2 separate regions of the Macaca mulatta genome follow, and region 2 is linked to region 1. The links are chromatin contacts, called in public Hi-C maps. All regions are on one chromosome and are shown on one strand. Each heading gives the region's core, a stretch centred on a gene start, on an enhancer-like site or on the middle of the called end of the contact. The rest is flanking DNA. Distances are from core to core; before and after follow the strand shown. Region 1 holds the start of GRAMD2A (GRAM domain containing 2A). Region 2 holds the start of PARP6 (poly(ADP-ribose) polymerase family member 6).

Region 1 (4,525 bases), core at 1,073-3,572:
ACACAGATTATGTACTGATGTGGCCATTGTCCCTGTATAAGGTAGGGTATCACCAGATGACAGGAAGCAGCTAGCTCTTGACCCTGGGCAAGGCTTTGCACCCTCTGGAGGATGAAGTGAAAGATGTCCAAAGGTCCCTGCCAACCCTGCCAACCCTGCCATCTGAGTGATAAGGACATTTCAGGGCCTCCCTCCTGTTTGCCTGGGCTGTAAGTTTGGTGCCACCTTGTGGTGTGAGGAAGTAGTGGTCAGCCAGCCTAGTTCAGTGCTCAGGCTATGGGGCAGCTGCCCAGGTGCACACCTGCCTGGCTTGGCTTTTACTTACCAATCTCCCTTCTCTTCCTCCAGGCAAGGCCAGAGGCTTCTTCAAGAAGGGAGATGTGGTCATTGTGCTGACCGGATGGCGCCCTGGCTCCGGCTTCACCAACACCATGCGTGTTGTTCCTGTGCCGTGATGAACCTGAGAGCCCTTCCTCCAGCCCCTGTCCCACCCCCTTCCCCCAACCCATCCATTAGGCCAGCAACGCTTGTAGAACTCACTCTGGGCTGTAATGTGGCACTGGTGGGCTGGGACACCAGGGAAGAAGATTAGTGCCTCGCTGAAACATGGCTGTGTTTGCAGCCTGCTCTAGTGGGACAGCCCAGAGCCTGGCTGCCCATCATGTGGCCCCACCCAATCAAGGGAAGAAGGAGGAATGCTGGACTGGAGGCCCCTGGAGCCAGATGGCAAGAGGGTGACAGCTTTCTTTCCTGTGTATACTCCGTCCAGTTCCTTGAGAAAAAATGGATGCCCAGAGGACTCCCAACCCTGGCCTGGGGTCAGGAAACAGCTAGAGAGTTAGGGGCCTTAGGGCAAGGGGCTGTTGTTCCCTTGAAGCTGACTCTGGCCCTGGCCCTTACTTGCTTCCCCAGCCCCCTGGGCCTCCCCAGTTCGCACCTGTCCCCGCCCTCCACTCAGCTGTCCTGCAGCAAACACTCCACCCTCCACCCTCCACCTTCCATTTTCCCCCACTACTGCAGCGACTACTGCAGCGCCTCCAGGCCTGTTGCTATAGAGCCTACCTGTATGTCAATAAACAACAGCTGAAGCACCTGTTTCTTCTCTTTTCTGCTGGGGAGGGGGAGGTGGTTGAACCCTGGCCTCTGAGCAGGCTGGGAATGGCTGCAGCCTCATGCCCTGCAGTGGAGGTATGGTGGTGTTACCTGCCATCCTGCCCACCTCCTGGTGCAGAGGCGCTGGGAAAGCAGTAGCTGATTATCTTAGGGTTACAGGTTGCCCCCTTCAGTGCTGCGGGGAGACCTTAATGGCTTATGTGAACCAAAGATGGGAAAGAGCAGGGACAAGGCCTCCTCCCTCCCATTCTGGTAGGTAAATTTAAATAGCAAAGTGGCCCTGGCGGTGGTTCTTCCACTTTGGTCTCCCTGCAATAGCATATCCCTTATGGGGGCTGTAGGACAAGTCAGCTCTGGGCGCCTGAGACTGGGTTCTGCTCCCAGGTCCTCAGTTGTGGACCTAGGCTCCCCTTGTGACCCCTCCTGTTTGCTGGTGCTCTCCCACCGTGATGCCGTAGTGCCAAGGGGTTGGGGGAGAGAGTTGGAAATGGGACCAAATCTGGCCTGCGCCTTTTCCCTCTCCTGATCACACTCCCAAGGACCAAGTGACCTGGTGGGGATGGAAGAGGAAAGGGCCTGCAGGCCAGGCAAGTTGGGGAATAGGACCTGTGGGCCCATTATCACTGCTCAATTCAGCCCAGCTCATTGTCACACACTGAGCTGTGCCTCTGCTTCCCTGCCTTTGATTTGTGTCCACCTTCATCCCCTTCGCAGCCTCCTCCAAAAGTGCATTTCCTTAGAGACTGCAATGTTAACTCCAGCAAGAGTGCGTGGGAGCATCCTGGCTCCCGGGCTCGTGGTGGTGACTTGGCTGTCAGACCGTGGTGTTCAATATCCCCTTTGGTGTTCCCCACTCATGGTAAAATTGAAACTTACCCTGGAGCTCGATGTTGGGAAGGGTTAGGTTGGAGAGGGGCCGGAATCGGTTCCTGCAGAGGGACCCAAACTCCAAGACTAGGAGGACAGAAGCGTCCAGAGGGGACACAATACCCTCGACGTGAGGGACAGGAGGTACCGCGCCAGGCCCTGGCCTCCGGGACCTTCCAGTCCTGGACCTTCCAGTCTCGGGGACCGAGCGCTAGGATCTGCTCAGAGCTTGGGGCCCCACCTGAGGAAGGTGGGGAAGGAGGGAAGCTGGGGAAGCTGGGGAAGGAGAGGGAGGAACGACCAATGGGCTGGGCCCGGCCCGCGCGACCCGCCAATGGGCGGGCGGGGCGGGCTCTCGACGGGGCGGGCGGGGTCTGGCGGGCGCTGGGTCAGGGCGCGCGGTCAGGGCCGCTGGGTGCAGGCGTCGCGATGACCGCTCTGAGCCGGAGCGAGGCCGCCGAGGCGGGCAGGTAAGGGGTTGCGGCCCAGGGGCCGGTCTCGGGGTTCTGGAGGCCGCCGCGAGGGGCTGCTGCCGCGCGGGGCAGGACGGCTCCTGGGGCTGCGGCAACTCGGCGCGTTCTGCCCACGGGGCAGGCACTTCCCGGCCGCCGGAATGCGGGCTCCGGGCCAGAGCTGCGCCGCGCGCCCAGGCACCTCCAGGGGCCCGCGAGGTGTTCGCACCAGGACCGGGTGTCCTGCTGCGACCTGGGGGATAAGGGACGGTCCCGGCGGCATCCGGGCAGGGAAAGGCACCCTCCTCGCGACGCCCCGCATGGCCCATCTCTGCCTCACCACTCTTCATCCTTTCATTTATTCATTCATCATTCGTTCCCCGCGATATCGACTTCCAGTCCTGATTGTCCCCGACCCAAAGGTTGACTTTCCCTGCGGCCCCTGGAGGGCCAGACTCTTTCCTCTCGCCGCCGAATCCGCACTTGTAGCGGCCCGCGGCTGCGGGGAGGCAGCTCGGAGCTGTCTCAGCACGACGCAGCCTCCCCCGGGCGCCAGGCCCATCCCGGTCGGGCGGGCTGGGGCCGGTCTCCTGGCCTCGAGACCTGGTCCAAAGTCGCCTTGGGAGGAAGGGATAAAGAGGCAGGGCAGACAGGAGATGGCGCTGCACACATAACATCCAGAATTGTGGTTTCTGCTCCTTGAGGTCTTGGGGTTCTAGGGGTGACACTATTTGGGGGAACCTGTCAGTTCCTGCCCCGGTCCAGGTTCCAAGCCGCACAGCCTGAGGTCAGGTAGAGCCTGGCATCCTCAGCCAGCTAGCACTGGAGCAGGTAGGGTGAATGTGTGAGCCTTGTGTCCAAATCAGCCCGAGACACACAGGGGTGTGGACCCCAGCGGGGGTCCCTCTGCCGTATCCTCAGAGGGACTGGTGGGGCTCCACCGCGCTGTCATTTGTGTCTCTGCTCTGCTTGCCGCCCCACTCACTAGGCTTGATTGTTTCAAGGTGCCCCTCCTTGCAGGGGGCCAGGCTCCTAGGGAACGAGAGAGGGTGCCCTGGCAACCTGATGTCTTCACCCCATGTCCACCTGTAGCCGGCTCTAAAGTCTGGCTCCTTTCAGAGCAAAGACTTATGGCCTTGCTAGGAGAGGTAGAATAAAGGGTGTCCATCCCATTCTTCAGTGAGGAGTCAGTGTGCCCCTCCTTTTTTCTTTTTCTTTTCTTTTTTTTTTTTTTTTTTTTGAGACAGAGTCTCACTCTGTCACCCAGGCTGGAGTGCTGTGGTGCAATCTTGGCTCACTGCAACCTCTGCCTCCCAGGTTCAAGTGATCCTCCTGCCTCAGCCTCCCGAGTAGCTGGGATTACAGGCATCCACCACCATGCCCAGCTAATTTTTGTATTTTTAGTAGAGATGGGGTTTCACCATGTTGGCCAGGCTGGTCTTGAACTCCTGACCTCATGTGATCCACCCACCTCAGCCTCCCAAAGTGCTAGGATTATAGGGAATACGGTGTGAGCCACCGTGCCTGGCCCCCTCCATAGTCTTCTGATCAGGCTGGCTGGAGACCATGCTGCAGACACTTAGGTTTAAGTTTTAGTTTGGCAGGCATTGAGTGGGCACCTCTGGGGCAAATGGGCAGGTCCAGAGGGGAAAGCTGACAGAGGCCCCACCGAGCTTCCAGGAGAGTTTAGGCTGGGGCCAAATAGAAGTTCTCCTTCCCAACTTCCCCTTGGGAGAATTTTCTGAATAGCCTGGAGAGGGTAGCTCAAACTCCATCTGTGCCTTGATGTTGCTGGCTGCTTTCAAATTTCTTTCTTTTGTTTTGAGATGGAGTTTTGCTCTTGTTACCCAGGCTGGAGTGCAATGGCGTGATCTCGGCTCACTACAAACTCCGCCTCCCAGGTTCAAGTGATTCTCCTGCGTCAGCCTCCTGAGTAGCTGGGATTACAGGCATGCACTACCACCCCTGGCTAATTTTGTATTTTTTAGTAGAGACAGGGTTTTTCCATGTTGCTCAGGCTGGTCTCCAACCCTCGACCTCAGGTGATCTGCCTGCCTTGGCCTCTCAAAGTGCTGGGATTACAGGTGTGAGCC
Region 2 (4,525 bases), core at 1,371-3,870, 77 kb before region 1:
TGTAGCCTTGAACTCCTGGGCTCCAGAGATCCTCCTGCCTCAGCCACCCAAGTAGCTGGCACCCATAGCCTTTATTTTTTCTGTGAAGCAGAATGGGGGATGGTGGGAGAGGCTGACATGTGGAAGGGTTGCTGGGTACACTGAGGGCTCTGATGAGGAGACAGTGAATTTATAGGAGCTCTGTACTGAGCGCACATTAAGTTAGCTTAAGCCATTTATTCTAGATAAAAACTGACTCCTAGTCCCCCAAGATCAGAGGGCCTCAGAAAGTGCCTGGGGCAGGGTGTGGTGGCTCACACCTGTAATCCCAGCACTTTGGGAGGACAAGATGAAGGACTGCTTGGGCTCAGGAGTTCAAGATCAACCTCTGCAACACAGGGAGACCCCATCTCCACACACACACACACACACACACACACACACAAAATTAATTAGCCAGATATGTTAGTGCATACTTGAGCCTTGGAGGCTGCAGTAAGCTATGATGACACCACTGTACTCCAGCCTGAGTAACAGAGTGAGTGACACCCTGTCAAAAAAAAAAAAAAAAAAAAAAGAAGAAGAAACGGGGGGTGCCTGGGAAGCTGCCAGGAAGCAGACAGTAGTCTCACCATTTCTGGTCTCTGCCTCTCCATGCTTCATTCTGTGTCCCCAGATGGTCTTTTTTCCTTTTCTCATTCATCATAGTAGGTGGGAGGTACCATAGCTCCTAAGTCTATGTCTCTTTTGCTTAAGAAACCAGTCCAGTTAGAATCATAATGTTAGCTCTAATCCCAGATTTTCAGGAGAACATCTGCTTCACACAGCTTAGATCAGGAATCCACTCACAGTTCAATAAACTGCAGCTACAGTGCTAGGGGTCACATAAGATGAACATGGCCCTGGGGCCTGTGGATCCATAGTGTGGGTGTGGAAACTATAATTCCCACAGAATAGGGTTCATGGGCTAAACTAACCTAGATGGTGTCCACTTAAGTGTGCAGGATTCGGTGACGTCCTTTATCCTGGTTTAGGACGGGAGAGTAGAGAAGGTAGATAGCTGGCATGACCAGGGGTGTGATTTTTACAGAGTCAGTGCAAGCATATTAACAAAAATGTGATTAAAAGTGACTGACCAAGGATCTGGACTAAGTAGGAAAACAGGTGAAGCCTGGAAGATACTGATAAACTATGAGGTGGCTGAGATTCATGATATAGAAGAGCTGGTGGTATGCTGGGAATGGGGAATTCTAAAGGTTATTGAATACTGGAGTTGGACTTGTCACTCATGGGCACACTGCTTATGTTCCAACACTCCCATACACACTTGGTTCTCAAAAGCTATTATGGGGCCCTTGATGGTGAGTTGTTTTAGAGAGCAAGCCCGACTCCTTCCCCTACTACTCTGAACTTCTGCACTCTGAAACCGAGGCTATACTGATCCCTCACTTTTTTCAGTTACTATAAGCAATAGGTGTAACAAACTCATACTGAGACAGTGTTGCGGCCCAGGCTGAGTGGCAAGGTGAGCAGAGGGGACATCAAAAGGGAAAGGAGTTAGAAAGGAGAGGCTGAGAATGTGCAAATGTAAATCAACCAACAACAAAAAGTTAACTGGGAAACTTCTGAGACCAGCTTAGGAGGGATAGACATGACATGTTTATATCATTCAGAGCCAAAGCCTTCTTTGTGTGTACTGTGTCCAGCTACAAAGAGGGAGTGAGGAAACAGAGTAGGTCTAAGATAAGCCTTTTTCCATTAGTGCTGATGGAAAAGAGGGTCACGTGGAAGCCCCAAGACTGATAAGGATGAAGGAGGTCTGGCCATTTCTAGGGTTAATAACCATAATAACCACAATTACAGCTTCCATGTATGGACTACTTCCTAGTCCCAGGTACTCTGCTGGTTACTTGACATGGCTTAGTTGGAATCGTATGAAATTGAAGGTATTGGACTGTTTAGAAACTACAAAAATAGCAATTTCATACGGTTCAACGTAACACTATCTCAGTTCATCCTTACCACAACGGCTCCAAGAAACACGTATTACTGTCTCCACCTCAAAGAGGAGAAATCAGACTCACAAAGTCAAAGTCATTGTTTAAGGCTGCACCATCAATAAGTGCCAAACCTAAGCTTCAGACCCAGATTGACTAGAAGGCTAGGGTGCTTTCCATCACGCTGCAGCTACTGGGGAACAAATAAGTTAAATGTCAGAATTTTTTAAAGCCCGAGGTGTTCGACTTCCACTATCCAACCAGAGAATCCAGCAGTCAGCAGGGCCTCAGGACTTCCCTCAGTCTCTACCTGCCAGCCCCAGCCTCCAGCGAGGGGACTCCCAGCCTACAAGCAATCTGGGTTGCCCTCCCTGCTCGTTCCTCCCAACCACACGGGGCGCTAAATGCAAGCATTCTCCTTTGGAAGGTTCCCCGCACGCCCCCGGAGTCCCTCTTCCTTCTCCACTGCCTCCCCGACCCACGGCGCAGGCGCCACCCCCGATCCGCGCCCCTTCCCGACTAGCGACCGTCGCGCAGGCGTCCCAGGGCTGGCGTCGGCGGCTGAGGCGCGCCCTGGAGCGGGCCGTCAGGCTGTTGGTTAGGAGCGGGCCACGTGCCATGGTGTCACCGCGCGAGCGTGCGCAGAGTGGCTGAGCGCGCCCGTGACGGAACGGCGAGGCGTGGGGTGTGCGACCTCGCCCGCCAGGCCCGGCCCCCGCCCCTTGGTCTGCCGCTCCGCCCCCGCGGGGCGTCCCGGGCCGCTCGTCCCGTCGGCTGCGGCCGCGCGCGGCCCGGGGTCGCCGTGAGTACTCGCGAGGCTGGCCTGTGGGGCCGCCACCACGGGCACGGGGCGGTGCGACCGGGCCGCGGGAAGGGTGCGGGGTTCGCCCCGCCTCCGCAGGGGTGGACGAAGTGAGGGGCTTGGACCGGGAGGTTCCGAGGGTCCCTCCTAGGCTGGACAGGCTTCTCAGGCCCGGCGACCGAGCGGCATAGATCGGGCACAGAGCGTCTTCCCTGGGGAGGCAGGTGTTGAGTGTTTTTGGGGTCTTCAGGGGAGCCCCGGAGAACCGGTGTAACTGCTTCACCGGGAGAGGCCTCAGGGCCTGTCCTGGAAGCACGGGTACCAGAGAGTTTTCGCGGGGTGGGGGCAGCCCTGTCCTCTCTCCTTACTGGGTGCCCGAGATAGCGCTGCCTTGCGGGAATCGCCCCTCAGTGATTCTTCGTAGTAGTCTTTGTTTAGTGGCCTAGTCCTGAGAAGGGAGCACACGGGATGGAGTGGGGTAACCTCTTCCAGGACCACAAAGCCGGGAGCCCAACCCCCATTTTTAACGTTGAGCTCTGAAGCTGCTTTGACTAGACATGAAGTTGTCACACCCAGAGAAGCGCCCATGGCCTAGGGAAAGACGTTTGTGATCCAGACTTGCTCGTTTACATTTGACTTATTCCCGTGGAAATTCATAAAGCGTTCTATATTAGTTGCTGAGTTTAACACCTTCTCTGGACACTCATCATATAATCTTGTTTTTGGCCCAACTTCTTTTGTAAGGTCCCATTCTTTACCTCATTTAGATAAATCAGATAGGTCTTTCTTGCTTAATTCATGAACAACTCAATTATAAGCACACCACGTGAAGATTAGATGTAATTAGGACCTGTCCAATGTCTTTACATCCCAGTCCTTCTGTACTCCTAACCTTAAGCAAATTGCTCAACCTCTATAGGTCTAAGTATTCTGTGTGTAATATGAAAGCTTTGAATTAGGCCACCTTTCCAGCTTGTTTTTTAAAACGTGTCTGTGATTCTGTGAATTCCATGACCCATCACCTTCCTTTTCCAACTCTTCACCTTTTAAATCCACTTTCCATCTCTCCAGAGGAAAGGGCATTGAGAGGAGAGGGAGCAAGTCCCTTTCACTAAAGCAGCCTGGTTTGAAAAAGCTGGTAATCTCTGAACTGTCTCTTCCTTGAACGAGACGATCTCCCTCTCAACTACCTTTTTCTCCTTGTGATAGCAACAGAAACCAAGCAGCAACAGCCCTTGGAAAGAGGCTAAATTTTTCTTGACTTCTGCAGCGACAAAGACCGTGAAAAGTTGGCATTTCTGGCCTAACGCTGCCATCATCCTACCCCTCACGCCAGGGCAACCCAGGCTGGACATTTAGTGCCTCCCTCTTTACTTCTCTGTGATCATCCAGATCAGCACTTGACTGTTTATTTTCAAATCTCACGAACCTCACCCCAAGATCTTCACATTCTGGTTCTCAGCTACTCTTGAAGGTGAATGAAGTTTTGGTTTTTAAAATCATTTTTTGTGTGATTTTTGTCTGTGTGTAGAAACATGTAGGTTATTGTATATATCTCCCATTAGACTTCAGTATCCAGCAGAGGGTTCATTCATTCATTCACTCATTCAAGAAATGTTTTAAGGGACTAAGATTGTAGACTGAAAACAGTCAAAGCCTCTGCCACCAGAGTGTATATTCTGATAAACATTTCATGTGTTAGAACATGGTAAGTGGAAAAAAATAAAGCTGGGAAGGGAAATAGAGA

The links. A called contact is a pair of places that touch in the nucleus more often than the background predicts.
Region 2: a contact with region 1 is called in a Hi-C map of cortical neurons, with 2.6 times the contacts expected there. The contact joins the promoter of PARP6 here to the promoter of GRAMD2A in region 1. A contact is called at or near these places in 4 of 14 Hi-C or Micro-C datasets (CD4 T cells, blood, cortical neurons and 1 more).

The regions. Positions count from the first base shown.
Region 1 is chr7:49,835,762-49,840,286 of T2T-MMU8v2.0, reverse strand. GRAMD2A (GRAM domain containing 2A) reads left to right here and starts at 2,322. Exons shown (of 11, transcript XM_077939688.1): 1 at 2,322-2,450. The coding sequence starts at 2,410. PKM (pyruvate kinase M1/2) reads left to right here. Exons shown (of 11, transcript XM_077939714.1): 11 at 349-1,091. The coding sequence ends at 455.
Region 2 is chr7:49,912,649-49,917,173 of T2T-MMU8v2.0, reverse strand. PARP6 (poly(ADP-ribose) polymerase family member 6) reads left to right here and starts at 2,620. Exons shown (of 22, transcript XR_013395725.1): 1 at 2,620-2,778.